3 separate regions of the Mus musculus genome follow, and regions 1 and 3 are each linked to region 2. Evidence: chromatin contacts called from public HiChIP or PLAC-seq and promoter capture Hi-C data. All regions are on one chromosome and are shown on one strand. The core of a region is the stretch at or near the end of the contact, and the rest is flanking DNA. Distances in the headings are between cores, read along the strand shown. Region 1 overlaps Nol4l (nucleolar protein 4-like). Region 2 overlaps Tm9sf4 (transmembrane 9 superfamily protein member 4). Region 3 has its middle 40 kb from the start of Commd7.

Evidence for each region. HiChIP or PLAC-seq counts read pairs in DNA pulled down with a chosen protein or histone mark. Capture Hi-C pulls out chosen DNA fragments and counts their contacts.
Region 1: a contact with region 2 is called in an H3K27ac HiChIP or PLAC-seq map of microglia, with 7 times the contacts expected there. The contact joins two enhancer-like sites. A contact is called at or near these places in 3 of 39 promoter capture datasets (the C10 cell line, embryonic stem cells and pre-B cells), 1 of 115 datasets of contacts at active chromatin or transcription factors (microglia) and 1 of 9 other capture datasets (liver).
Region 3: a promoter capture Hi-C map of pancreatic islet shows a contact between it and region 2. The contact joins two enhancer-like sites. A contact is called at or near these places in 2 of 484 Hi-C or Micro-C datasets (embryonic stem cells and thymic regulatory T cells), 2 of 115 datasets of contacts at active chromatin or transcription factors (DN3 thymocytes and bone marrow-derived macrophages) and 3 of 9 other capture datasets (adipose tissue, liver and pancreatic islet).

The regions. Positions count from the first base shown.
Region 1 is chr2:153,513,518-153,518,078 of GRCm38.p6, forward strand. The region is part of intron 1 of Nol4l (nucleolar protein 4-like); the gene reads right to left. Among named protein-coding and RNA genes, the nearest start is that of Nol4l, 14 kb to the right of the region's middle. Within about 2 kb of position 1,659, at least 14 of the 459 cell types and tissues checked have an H3K27ac peak or open chromatin away from gene starts, as enhancers often do. A contact at or near this core is called in microglia, where this site is marked.
Region 2 is chr2:153,195,896-153,200,370 of GRCm38.p6, forward strand. Tm9sf4 (transmembrane 9 superfamily protein member 4) reads left to right here. Exons shown (of 18, transcript NM_133847.3): 13 at 2,455-2,538. It also overlaps the pseudogene Gm20094. Among named protein-coding and RNA genes, the nearest start is that of Tspyl3, 27 kb to the right of the region's middle. Within about 2 kb of position 2,791, at least 62 of the 459 cell types and tissues checked have an H3K27ac peak or open chromatin away from gene starts, as enhancers often do. A contact at or near this core is called in microglia and pancreatic islet, where this site is marked.
Region 3 is chr2:153,590,553-153,594,987 of GRCm38.p6, forward strand. No RefSeq gene overlaps it. Among named protein-coding and RNA genes, the nearest start is that of Commd7, 40 kb to the right of the region's middle. Within about 2 kb of position 2,274, at least 83 of the 459 cell types and tissues checked have an H3K27ac peak or open chromatin away from gene starts, as enhancers often do. A contact at or near this core is called in pancreatic islet, where this site is marked.

The sequences.
Region 1 (4,561 bases), core at 409-2,908, 320 kb after region 2:
CAGGAACCAGGCAGGCAAGAGTCACTCCAGTGAGCCGTCAAGGTGGCTGCATTGTGCCTCCGAGTCACTGTAAGTCATAAAACCTACTCTAAGAGTCGAAGAGGGGCTGGAGAGATGGCTCAGCAGTTGAGAGCAGTGGCTGCTCTTCCAGAGGTCCTGAATTCCGTTCCCAGCAACCACATGGCGGCTTACAACCATCTCTAATGGGATCCGAAGCCCTCTTCTGGTGCGTCTGAAGACCATGACAGCGTACGCACATACATAAAATAAAATCTTAAAATTGAAGAACCAGTCAGCAAGGCCCCTCCCTGCCTGACTCCATTAGGAATCTGGTACATAAATCATTTTGGCTGGTCATAGTGGCTCACATTTAATCCTAGCACTTGAGAGGTAGAGGTAAGCAGACCTCTGTGAGTTCGAGGCCAGCCTTAGTCTACATAGTGAGATCCAAGACAGCCAGGGCTACATAGTGAAACACTCTCTCAAAAACCCTAAACAAACAGACAAACAGATGTTCTTTTAATTCCCAAACACACAGGCAACAAGAGTTAGGTTTCCTCACTGTTGCTCAAACTCATGAACACCCCCTGCCTCAGAGCCCTGTGCTCACTCTTCCTTCTCTCTGGAAGGCTTTCACACAAGACACCTACACAGCTTTTGGCATCCTTCAGGGTCTTGGTCAACTGCCATTATGGGACACCTTCCCTACACTCTTAAAAACTCCCTCTGCTCCACACTCGCTCTCTGGCATTCGCCAGCCCCTGACAAGCCAGGGACTCTCCCTGTTTACTGGGCCATCATCCCTGCCGAGTGACAGTTCTCTGGTGGCAAGGATTTCCTTTTGCTTTTCATTTTTATTAATTTGCTTATTTGGGGATTGGGGGTGGGGGTGGGGGTGGAGAGGTGGCGATAGGGAGGCCCGCATGCCAGGGTGACCACTTCCAGGAGTCAGTCCTCTCCATACACCATGCGAGTCCCAGAGATCAGGCAGCAAGCACCTTTACCTGTGGAGCCATGTCGTCAGCCCCTAGGGACTGTCCTTTTCACTTCCACTGCATAGTACCTGGTACAGAGCAGACACACTGCAAAGGCTTGGACAAGTGAGTATGGCGTGGGAATGGGGGATGACCCAGGACACTGAGGAAGCATAGAAGCCACCTTCATATCCTGGCCTTCTGCCTCTAGACCAGTCTCTTCCTTTCACTGACAAGGGATCAGCATGGATCTGCAAGCACAGGGAGCACAGGCCTGGGTGCCTCCCTTCCTGAGAACAGTACCCCCTGCAGAGGGCCCTAGCCTCTGCCAGCCACGCCCACTCCAAATCCCAGAGTGGGTGAAAAGACAGAATCTTCTCTTCTCTGCCTCCTGAGTTGCGAGGTGAGACCCACCCACCCCACCCCCCCTTGAGAAGCCATCACCTGTGGATAGGGACTTTCTCGGGTGGCCTCACAGAGGGTGGCTCTGCCCCCTCAGACAAGGTGCTATAGGGAAGACAAGCAGACACAAAGCCTGCTGGGACAGGTCAGCCTTAGCCCCCTTCCCCCTCTGTGCTGGTCCCAGAAAGCAAGAACGGGGCCTGAGGAGACCAAGGAGGTGGCCGCGTGCTGCAAATGGCAAAGGGCCATAGCTGAAGTGGCTGCTGGTCAAGCAGCCTGCCTGAGCTCACTTCCGGCTCACGGGGGCCTTGGCAAGTTGTGTAAGAGCTCCAGGCCATGCAGGACTGGTGCAGGAGGCAATGTACAAATGCACAGGAAACGCTTAGGGCAGACGGTCCCATGAGCACTCGCTGAACTGTGAGCTGACCCACTCCTATAGTCCTGTCATCGCCACCATGGCTTGCAGGTATAAGCTACCAACCCATTATCACCACCACCACCATGACTGTCTCATCATCGCTAGTGCCCTCATTACAACCACCATTACTACCATTATAACTACCTCCTTATCACCACCATCATCATCACCAGCACCACCATCAGCAGTATCACTATTACCATTCCCCACTATGATCATCACCACCACCAGCATAAGCATCACCCATCAGCACCAGCATATCACAACCACTATCATCACCATCATCATAGCCATCGGCATTATCACTATACTCCATCACCATCAACATTACCACCAAGGGAAGGGACAAGAATCAGGGTGAGGTGGCAGCAAAGGCCCTTCACTCCTCACACCCTCAGAGTTCTACTTCCCAGAGTAGCCAGATAGGGGGCAGCCGGTTGGCACTGGAGATTGTTGGCAGAAGTGGCCACGGGGCTGGCACCATCAGGACAGGACTGGCTGCCAGTTCCCCAGCCTTAGCCTTCATATTCTTGGAGGTAGGATGTCATGTCTGTGCAGTGCCCACCCCTTACTCCCATGCCCTGGTGGAATAACTGAGCAGGTCCTGCTGCCGGGCGGTGAATGGGTGACCCAGCCCTCCTCAGGTCTTCGTTGGATGCTTCCAGGGTGTGTTCTGAGACAGTGCCGTGCGATTCACTCAGACTGCCTCACCCTCACCTCCCAAAGACTGGATTCGTATGTGGGGCCTTGCCCAGCAGCCCTGTGACACTTGCTGGTGACTTCTGTGTTAGCCTTTGTTCTTTTAAAAAAATAACTGCAGCTGCTGCAGAATGAAGAGCCATGAGCAGGGTCCTGGGATGCAAGTCCTTGCCTGCATCCCACTGCTGTGCACAGAAACTTCTGCCGCCAGGCTCTGCTGCACAGAGGAGGGAACAGAGGAGCAGGCTGGCTCCTTCATCCCCACCTTTGCCCACCACTCACACTGGCAGGGTTCTCGGCGCTGCTGGGATCCACAAGAGGCTATAGCATTCCAGGCTCAGCTGCAAATCCTCCTGAGGGCAGGGGCCTGCCAGCTAGGTCCTCAGTGAACAACCCCAGCCCTCCATCATACCCGAGGCACGGCCTCAGCTCCCCACATTGACCTCTCTTCTCAGGAGCCCAGGGCCAGAGTTGCACAGGTTTTCCAAAAATCACAAGGTTGAGGAGATGCAGGAAAGGCTGTGCCTCACCGGGGCCTCACCACAGATCTTTCCTTGGCCCCCTCCCCTCCTGTATCCATCATCACCTAAAGAACTCTGTCTAGAGGCAGAGGATCTGCTCACAAGCCCCGGATGAAGCGGTGTGGTCCTGGGGCCCAACAGCATCCAGTAAACCCCTCTATAGAGCTCTGCCCCAAGATCTGGAGCTGTGGGGCTGAACTCAAGCTGACCTCCCCAGTAGGGGGAGGGAGTGGGGCATAAAAATGGAGCTTTGGGACCTGAGAGGGGAATCTCAGCAAACATTGAAACTTACATGTGAAGTGTGAACAGCTATGCACACACAACAATGAAGACCACCAGCAGCAGTGGTGGCCAAGACGGTGGCAGCGACAGCAGCAGCCAGACCCCCATCACATGCCCAAGGTGAAGCCTTCTACCCTCACTGAAACAGGCCCTGTAATTACCCCACAACGTTCAGATGCAGAAACTGAAACAGAGAAGTTAAGCAAGCTGCCCACGCCACACAGCAAGTAGAAGGTAGACTCAAGATCTAAACTTGGCAGCCTGGCTCCAGAGTCCAAAGGACACACAATCACTGAAGGACTGGAGAGCCTGGGCAGGGGCAGGAGCTGGCCACTGGGGGTTGCTGCTGCGTTACTGTTGCCTTAAAGCAAGCACACACACTTTCCCTGTAAGCAAGCCTCTCCCAAGCACCTGTGTGCACAGGGCCCCAGTTCTCCGGGAAACCCCAGCCCCTCCTTCCCCAGTTCCAGAATCAGAGGCTCACAACAATTTCCCCTGATCCCTCCCTTACTCCATGGCACCCTCTCCCCCACCCTGAGCTCCTGTACCATCCAGACCATATGGGTCTCCTCTTGGAGCTGCAGGCAGCCCAGTGACTAGACTGAAATTGCATCTCCTTCTGCCACACCACTGTAAAGGACAGAGCCTCCTCCCCTTAGAGCTGGTACCACCTTCCCCCACTGGGCTGATGTGGAGCAACAATGTGACCTAGAGTTAGCAATCTGCCCTTTAAATTCACAGGACCCTGCTCCTCTTTGCAAGAGTCACTGTCCAAGCCTACATAACAATCCTGGGGCCCCTTGGGTATCAGTCCAGCTGTCTGTCAAAGGATAGGTGACATGGGGAGCCAAAGCCAGATGCATCATATGGTCCCCAGTCCCTGCTCTGTCTCTTACAGCTGTGCAGCCTTGGCACATGGACTTAAGCTCTCTGGGCCTGACTCTATCAGCAGTATGAGGATAAGAAAGACAGATGGAAGCCGGGCATAGTGGCGCACGCCTTTAATCCCAGCACTTGGGAGGCAGAGGCAGGCAGCTTTCTGAGTTCGAGGCCAGCCTGGTCTACAAAGTGAGTTCCAGGACAGCCAAGGCTACACAGAGAAACCCTGTCTCAAAAAAACAACAACAACAAAAAGAAAGAAAGAAAGAAAGAAAGAAAGAAAGACAGACAGACAGACGGACAGTTACAAGAGGCTGAGCACACCTAGTCTCTGGCACAGGCCTTGGCACTTCCCAGGTACTCAACAAACAAACTGTGCCAACGCT
Region 2 (4,475 bases), core at 1,541-4,040:
TAGTGACTGGAGCAAGAGACTAGTGGATTCAGAGTGGTGAGCGCATCCCAGGAGAACAGCACACCCAACAGACTAGAGAGAATTGGCTGCCAGGCTGTGTGACAGCCAGCTGACACGGCAGTCGCCAGAGTGAAGACACGTGGAGGTGGAAAAGTCCACAGAAATGGGGCAGTGCAGGCTGGGGTTCTCCCAGGGACCTTTTCTTCTTTCTGTTCACAGTGTTAGATGTGGTGCCCAGACTGTAAGTTTCAGTCAGAAAGGAAGAGGAGGAATTCTCTGCTATACAGTGGAAAGGAACAAAAAAGAAAAGACATCTTGACATTTGAACTGGGCCTAAGGAATATTTTAGGTAGCTGGAATTGCTGAGATCCTAGGTTTTGCGATCTTTTTGTTTGTATGGTTGGTTAGTTGGTTTGGTTTTTTTTTTTTTTTTAATATTTATTTATTTATTATATGTAAGTACACTGTAGCTGTCTTCAGACACTCCAGAAGAGGGAGTCAGATCTCATTACAAATGGTTGTGAGCCACCATGTGGTTGCTGGGACTTGAACTCAGGACCTTAGGAAGAGCAGTCGGTGCTCTTAACCACTGAGCCATCTCTCTAGCCCTGGTTTGGTTTTTTGAGACAGGGTTTCGCTGTAGAGCCCTGGCTATCCTGGAACTCACTCTGTAGAACAGGCTACCTTGAACTCAGATGTCCCCCTGCCAGCCACTGCCTCCTGAGTGCTGGGACTACAGATGTGCACCACCACACCCAGCTGGGATTCTAGTATTTTTTTTTTTATTTTTTTAATTTTTTCCAGGCAACGCTTTATTTACTTCATGCCCTTGTCCCCCCCTCTGGCTCACTCGTCCTGTGATGAGAAGGACTCAGCCACCCACAATAATGTTATTAATGGGTATATGGATCAGTTTCACGAAGAAGCCAATGAATCCCATGATAGCAAATCCTATAGCTGTAGCCATGGCAATCTTCTGGAATTCTTTTCTGTCGGGTTTGGTGCATCTTTTAACCATCCGAATTGAGTCCTTTACAAACTGCTGGCTGGGCTCTACAAACTGCATTACCTGATCCATGTTTGTTGGATGGCGGATTGAGAGCGTAGAGACACGTAGCTTAGGAGAGACTTTTTTTTTTAATTTTAATTAAGTGTATGTGTGTGCACACGCGTGCGTGTGTTTTTTTTTTGTTTTTTTTTTTTTGAGACAGGGTTTCTCTGTTTAACAGAGCTATAGCTGTCCTGGAACTCACTTTGTAGACCAATCTAGCCTGGAACTCATGCCTGCCTCTGCCTCCTGAGTGTTGGGATTAAAGACATGCACCACCACCATGTCTGGCTAGATCCTAGTCTTGACGTGGCTTTTCTTGATGGATAATCATAAACAGCCCTCTCTGAACTTCTGGTTTCCATCTCTCCAATGGGGATAGGTGCAACATATAACCTCTGGTACACTCATACCACAAGATGTTGATGACCCACAAGAGGGCCCAAGGACAAGAACTCACAAGAGCAGTGACTAGCTATTGGATGGGAGACAGTGAGCCAAAGAAGTTAATACACAGTTTGAGTGTTAGCTTGGGCCTTGACCTCTGTGCTTAGTGACCTATCTGGATGCCTAGATCATCCCAGTGTGGAAGGATGAGACTCAAGTGTAAGCCTGGGGCCTTGGGTTTTTGTGCCTGGCCTCTAGCCTGAGAGACTGACTAGATTACATTGCGTGAAATCAGGCTTTGGAGGGTGTCTAGGTTCTAAACTCTGCTCTGCCCTTGATAAAGTGTGATCTAGAGTGGAGAGATGCCCTTATCTTTTAGTAGGGTCTCTTCTAAACCTGTCTGTAGTGAGGGTGAGGTGAGATGGTACAGGTAGAGCCCACAGTTGCCATCTTTAAGAAGCTACTAAAGCTGAACCATTATTTTAGGCAGTTGGAGTTGGAGCCTAAACGTACATATTTTCTGGCCGTTTTATTTATTTATGAAGCAAATACTTAGTGAGTAGCTGCTGTGCTGTGTGATGAGAACACAACAGAGTACAGGATTTACAGTGTAATGGGGAAACAGACATTGATCAGGCAGCAAAGCATATGCTGGTGCTCCTTGTCTCGGTGAGATTACATCTCAGTTTGATAGAGTCGGAGATGGATGTATATCTCACACGCCAAAGTTAGTGTGGTTGCTACAGAAGGCCTCTAACCGGCAGAACATCGCCAATTCAAAAGATCCTAAGTAGACCCTTTATAAGGTGACCACCATCTATAATTAGGAAGTAGGTTGAGAGCAAGGAAAAAGCAGTTACAGGGCTCTGCAAAGTCTCAGAACAGGAGGCCTGTCTTGTGTGGGATCAGAAAAGAAGCTGTGCTTAAGCAGAAACCCAAAGGAAGCCTCTGGTCCTCAGCTCCCCAAGGACCTGTGGGAAGCCAGATGCAGCTCCCCAACCTGTTCCTCTTGCTCCCAGACAGCGACACTGTATCCTGGTGTGGTTTTCGGCATCTGCTTTGTGTTGAATTGCTTCATCTGGGGAAAGCACTCATCAGGAGCAGTAAGTACCTTTCCCCGCTGCCAAGCCCCTCTCCAGCAAGGAGAGCTGGTGAGGCTCAGTCCTATTCCCTAAGGACATTTCCTGTTACTGTTCCCTTCCCTTTTCTGAGCCCCCAGAGTTCTGTTCCCAGCTGTAGGGGTTGAAGGTTGGCTGGGGTTTCCCCAGCATTGCCCATCTTATCATCTGCCTGTGCCCTGGCCCTGGCCTTTCTGCAGGCTTGGGAACAGCTGGCCACAGATGACTTCTCTAAAGGGAGGTTTCCACACTCCAGGGGCCAGTCGGGGAATTCCCCGTGGTTTAATCAAGTGAGAGCTGCCTGGTATTCGTGGAGAAGGCTCACCTCAGCATCCTGTCAGCACCAACCCAGAGTGGAGCTCCCATTAAGCCTTGAGGTTGCCAGCAGCTCCTCGGGACTCTGTGACGGAGGGAGGGTGGGGCAGGTGCTTGTTAGGGCTGCTAAGGACTCTGGATATGGTATGAGTGTAGGCTGCTGCTTTCCAGCAGCATGAACACTTCCCCCACCCTGGTATTCAAGGTGGGCTTTCTAAAGAGCACAGAGACAGTAGGAAATGAAGCAGTGGAGCCATCCAGAGGTGAATACCTACCGTGGAGGTTTTAGATGTGTACTCTTTCCATCTTTCTCCTTCAACAGAGATGTTTAAAATGAGAGTATATGATTTAAAATTTACAACGAATGATGCTTATTGTAATACTGTTCTAAACATTTAATGTCCTCTGTTTCTTATTTTTAGGTTGCATACACAGTAATACATTGCATTGCAGCATTTTACACTCTGTCACTCTGCTTTGTCACTCACTCAGTCTTTACTCACTGTCCTCTTCCTTGTCCCTGCCCCCTCTGGCTGCTCCCCTTCTTCCCCAGCTGACTCCCAACTTCTGCTTTCTTATCACATGTATTCCATTACCCTATTTCCCCTACGTGAAGATCTCTTCCTTCCTTCTAATGATCCCTCTCTAGTTTCATGAGTTACATATACACATATATAAATGTAGATACAAAAATGTTTAGTGTAGGTTCTATGTATAAGAGAAAACTTGCAGTATTTGTCTTTCAGAGTCTGGCTTATTTTAACATAACAGTTTCAAGTTCCATCCATTTCCCGCAGAGTGTTGGTATTTCCTTTTCTTCATCTTCGGTACATCCATTTCCTGGCTGTTGGGACCAGTGCAGCAGTAGAGGTGGATGTACAAGTGTCTTTGTAGTGTGCTGACTGAAAGTTCTCTGCATCTGTACCCAAGTAATAGAGCTGAGCCATGTGGGATCTGTGTTTTTACTTTATACTGGTTTCTATAGTGGCTGCACAAATTTACCCTCCCACATTAATATGTTGTTAACATACTGATTTTTGCACAAGCCTTATAGAAAATGACTTACAGAAGATGATGGGGAAGATGAAAAATATCAGTTCTAACCCCACCCCCCTTCTACAGAAGCACTGTTAGCTTTCTGTTGTAGGCTTTTCCAGACACATGCACATCCAAACACTGAATTTGGGAGCCTAGGGTGCAGCTCAGTTAGCAGAGTGCTTGCCTAGCGTGCTGGGAACCCTGAGTTCCGGCTGCAGCACTTCATGGACTCACTATGCTAGTGCATGCCTTCCGATCCCAGCACCCAGGAGCTGGAGGCAAGAGGATCGGGAGTTCAAGGTCGTCCTTGGCTACATAGTAGGTTCAAAGCCAGCTACCTAGGATATAAGAGGTCCTGTTGAATAAAATGAATTTTATTAAAATGGAGTTCTTTTATTACTCCAGAGCCATGCCCTGCTCTTCTCCACTTGGGAGAATGCTGTGAAGTTTCATTTTAACCAAACTCTAGCAGTTTTGCCTTCTCCCTTGTCTTCACACAGCAGCCCTTGTGTAGTGTCTGTCCTTATGGCACCTTCATGACTCCTTGGGATTCTCAGTCCCCACTGCCT
Region 3 (4,435 bases), core at 1,024-3,523, 390 kb after region 2:
TCCTTCCTTTCTCTCTCTCTCTCTCTTTTCTTTCATTTTTATTTTTTATTAGATATTTTCTTTATTTACATTTTAAATGCTATCCTGAAAGTTCCCTATGCCCTCCCCCTGCCCTACTCCCCTACTCACCCACTCCCACTTCTTGGCCCTGGCGTTCCCCTGTACTGGGGCATATAAAGTTTGCAAGATCAAGGGGCCTCTCTTCCCAGTGATGGCCAACTAGGCCATCTTCTGCTACATATGCAGCTAGAGACACGAGCTGAGCTCTGGGGGTACTGGTTAGTTCATATTGTTGTTCCACCTATAGGGTTGCAGACCCCTTCAGCTCCTTGGGTACTTTCTCTAGCTCCTCCACTGGGGGCCCTGTGTTCCATCCTATAGATGACTGTGAACATCCACTTCTGTGTTTGCCAGGCACTGGCATAGCTTCACTCAAGACAGCTATATCAGGGTCTTTTCAGCAAAATCTTGCTGGCATATGCAATAGTGTCTTGGTTTGGTGGCTGATTACGGGATGGATCCCAGGGTCGGGTAGTCTCTGGATGGTCCATCCTTTTGTCTTAGCTCCAAACTTTGTCTCTGTAACTCCTACCATGGTTGTTTTGTTCCCAATTCTAAGAAGTAATGAAGTATGAAGTGGAGCCTTTCTTTGGCCTGACGGCCACCAGTTAAACTAGATTTTCTGACTAGTTAGTCCCAGGCTCTTCCTGCCTCTGCCTCCCTGGCATTGGAGCTGTAGACACTACATCCCCAACATTTTTACCTGGGTTCTGGGATTAAAAGTGTGAACCAACATGATTAGCAGTTTTGTTTTGTTTTAAGATTTATTTATTTATTTATTTAATGTATACAAGTACACTGTAGCTGTCTTCAGACACACCAGAAGAGGGCATCAGATCCCATTACGGATAGCTGTGAGCCACCATGTGGCTGCTGGGAATTGAACTCAGGACCTCTGGAAGAGCAGCCAGTGCTCTTACCTGCTGAGCCATCTCGCCAGCCCCCTAGCAGTTTTTAAAAGTTACCTCTCTGTGCTTATGGCTGTGCATGTGTGAGTGTGCAAGTCCACAGACGCCAGAGAAGGGCGTTCAACTCCTCTAGCTGGGAAATGAATGCTGAATTTGGGTTTTCTGAAAGAGCAGTATGAGCTCTTAGCTCCTATCTCTCCAGCTTACGCCAATTTATAGAAAGCAAACAACATAGGATTCTGTAGTTGCCAACAGACAGACAAACAAACAAACAAACAAAAATTTTGTTAACATATGTGCATAACACCTGAAAGTTTGAGAACTAGAATAATGTTTGGGTTTTTTTGTTTGTTTGTTTGTCATTGTCATTGTTGTTATTGTTATTGTTTTTTTGACAAAGTTTCATTTAGCCCAGGCTAGCCTCCAACTTGCTCCACCTTGCTATGTAGTCATAGATTACCTTGGACCCCTGATCTTTCCTCCTCCTCCTCCTCCTCCTCCTCCTCCTCCTCCTCTTCCTCTTCTTCCTCCTCCTCCAAGTGCTGAACTCTTAACTTATTTACTCATTTTTTCCCCTGCAATAAACATGAATTACTTTTAGAGCTAGAAAAAGAATCATGAAGCATTTTGTGGGCATTCTGTTGGATCGGGGACAGTGTGAGCAGCAGGCTGTGAGACACTGCAGCATCACGGATGGCAGAGCAGGAGACCAAGGGTCACTGCCTGCCAGATGAGACTCTAGTGACTGGCCACCATCTTGAGGACCAACCCACACTGAGGCTTCCTGGGGGCTATCAGGAGAGCTGGTGGCAGCTGCTGTACAGGTCTCTCACCCACCCTGTGCCAAGGACAATGGGACTGCATTTCTAGTTTGCTGAAGGTCACTCTGCCCCTTTTGTGGGCCTGTTGTGGTCCAGGAAGCTCTGGGCAGGAGGCCTGAAACAGAGGCAAATTCTTGCCCTGGCTTTGCTCCTACCAGCAAAACCCTCTGCTTCATCCTGGCCCATTGAGCAGCCTCTGTGTGTCAGACTCACACCCTGTGAGTCACAGTCTGCTTCTGTTTCCCAGGACCTAGGGCAGCGGGGAGCACTCCATCTTCACTGTTCAGGGGGCTGAGCTGAAGCCTAGGGCACCTTGTGCCTGACCAGGAACTCACCACGCTGCACCTAGAGCAACCACCGTGGACCCAGCCAGACCCCTCTAAAGTGACCTCACAGGTATTTCCAGGAACCCCAGAAGGCAGCTGCCCTAGCTTTCCAGGTGACTGGGAGAAGAGAGTCACTCACCCGTATCCCACAGAGTCAACAGCAGGCCTAGGTACAAAGTCAGCTGGGCTCGGGGCCAGCCGCCTCTCTTGTCTGATAGGTAGTATTGGGTCATCTCTCTCTCTTTTTTTTTTTTTAAGTTTGAGAGTAGCCAAGCTGCCATCTCAAGGCACATTTCATTCCCTTCTCTTAGGAAACTTTATTTCTCCCCTATTTGAAGCTTGGAGGCTAAGGTGAGGCACTGCAAACCTGTTAACCCCAGCACAGAAGGTGGAGACGGAAGGATCAGGAGTCCAAGGCCAGCCTGGGCTACATACGAGCCTGTCCAAAACCAGCCACGCCAAGTAAATAACAAATAACCAAATAAAATAAAGCTGAAGACAGAAGGTTCGGGGACCGGCCACCGCCCCGCCCCCCTAACACTCCTCCCACCCCAACTCCGCCACAAGGCCTCCATGCACAGTTGCCTGAGTCTCTGTCCCAGCTGAGAGCTGGCAGAGCTGAGCTGAAGGGCAGATGGGAGAGCAACTCTGCAGAGGAACCAGGCTCCTCTCCCAGCCGGGCCCCAGGTGCAGCCTGTGCCCTTCCCAGCAGGAGAAGGACATGAATGACAGAGCCAAGGCAAGGTGCCAGGGATAACTGCCAGGGTCTCAGGGGATCGACAACCCGCTACTGCTTCCCAGCACAAGACCATCCCACGGCCTCAGCCCCCCATGGATCAGCCGGCTGCTAAAGGGGATACACCATAGACAGATGCTAGGGCCATGTCAGCAGCGGGGCTGCTGCTGCTGCTGTTTCACCGCTTTGACCAAGCTGCGCCAGGTGGCCGTGAGCCTCACTGACGCTTCTAACTCCTCACATCCGCTCCACTTTTCAGAAAGGATAACAGAGGCTCAGGGAAGGCACAGCGTCTGTAAAATCACACATCCAGGAAGCTTCAAGATTCCTGGTCATCAGTTTAAACTAGATAAGACAGTGTCTGGTCTACATACAATAAAAATTTTGTTTGTTTGTTTGGTTGGTTGGTTGGTTTTTGAGACAGGGTTTCTCTGTGTAGCCCTGGCTGTCCTGGAACTCACTCTGTAGTGACCAGGCTGGCCTCGAACTCAGAAATCCACCTGCCTCTGCCTCCCGAGTGCTGGGATTAAAGGTGTGCGCCACCACCGCCCGGCTCAATAAAGCATTTATTAAAAGAGAAGCTGAAGGGTTGGAGCTCAGTGATTAAGAGCACGGACTGCTCTCCCAAAGGTCCTGAGTTCAAATCCCACCAACCACATGGTGGCTCACAACCAACCGTTATGACAGACATCCTATGCTCTCTTCTGGTGCATCTGAACACAGCTACAGTGTACTTAATTATAATAAATAAAATCTTTGGGTCAGATCAAGCAGGGACTGAGTGAGCAGGGTTGACTGGAGCAAGCAGAGGTCCTAAATTCAGTTTCCAACAACCACATGAAGGCTCACAACCATCTGTACAACTACAGTGTACTCATATACATAAAGTAAATAAATCTTTAAAAAGAGAGAGAGAGAGAATCTGAGTCCAGTGGATCTTACCATATGTCTTAGTCTGTTAGTGTTTTGTTTTGTTTTGTTTTGTTTTGTTTTGTTTTGTTTTGTTTTGTTTTGAGACAGGGTCTGCCGGGCGTGGTGGTGCACGCCTTTATTCTGAGTTCGAGGCCAGCCTGGTCTACAAAGTGAGTTCCAGGACAGCCAGGGCTATACAAAGAAACCCTGTCTCGAAAAACCAAAAAAAAAGAGAGAGAGAGAGAGAGAGAGAGAGAGAGAGAGAGAGAGAGAGAGAGAGAGAGAGATAGGGTCTCTCTATGTAGCCCCAGCTAGCCTGGAACTTTTTTTTTTAAGATTTATTTATTATATGTAAGTACACTGTAGCTATCTTCAGACACTCCAGAAGAGGGAATCAGATCTTGTTATGGATGGTTGTGAGCCACCATGTGGTTGCTGGGATTTGAAGTCAGGACCTTTGGAAGAGCAGTCGGTGTTCCTAACTGCTGAGCCATCTCTCCAGCCCTAGCCTGGAACTTTTTATTTTATTTTAGGTTTTTTTTTGTTTGTTTGTTTTTGTTTTTGTTTTTTTTTTTTTTTTTTGAGCCAGGGTTTCTCTTTGTAACCCTAGCTGTCCTAGAACTCAGTCTATAGACCAGGCTGGCCTTGAACTCAGAGATCCACCTGCCTCTT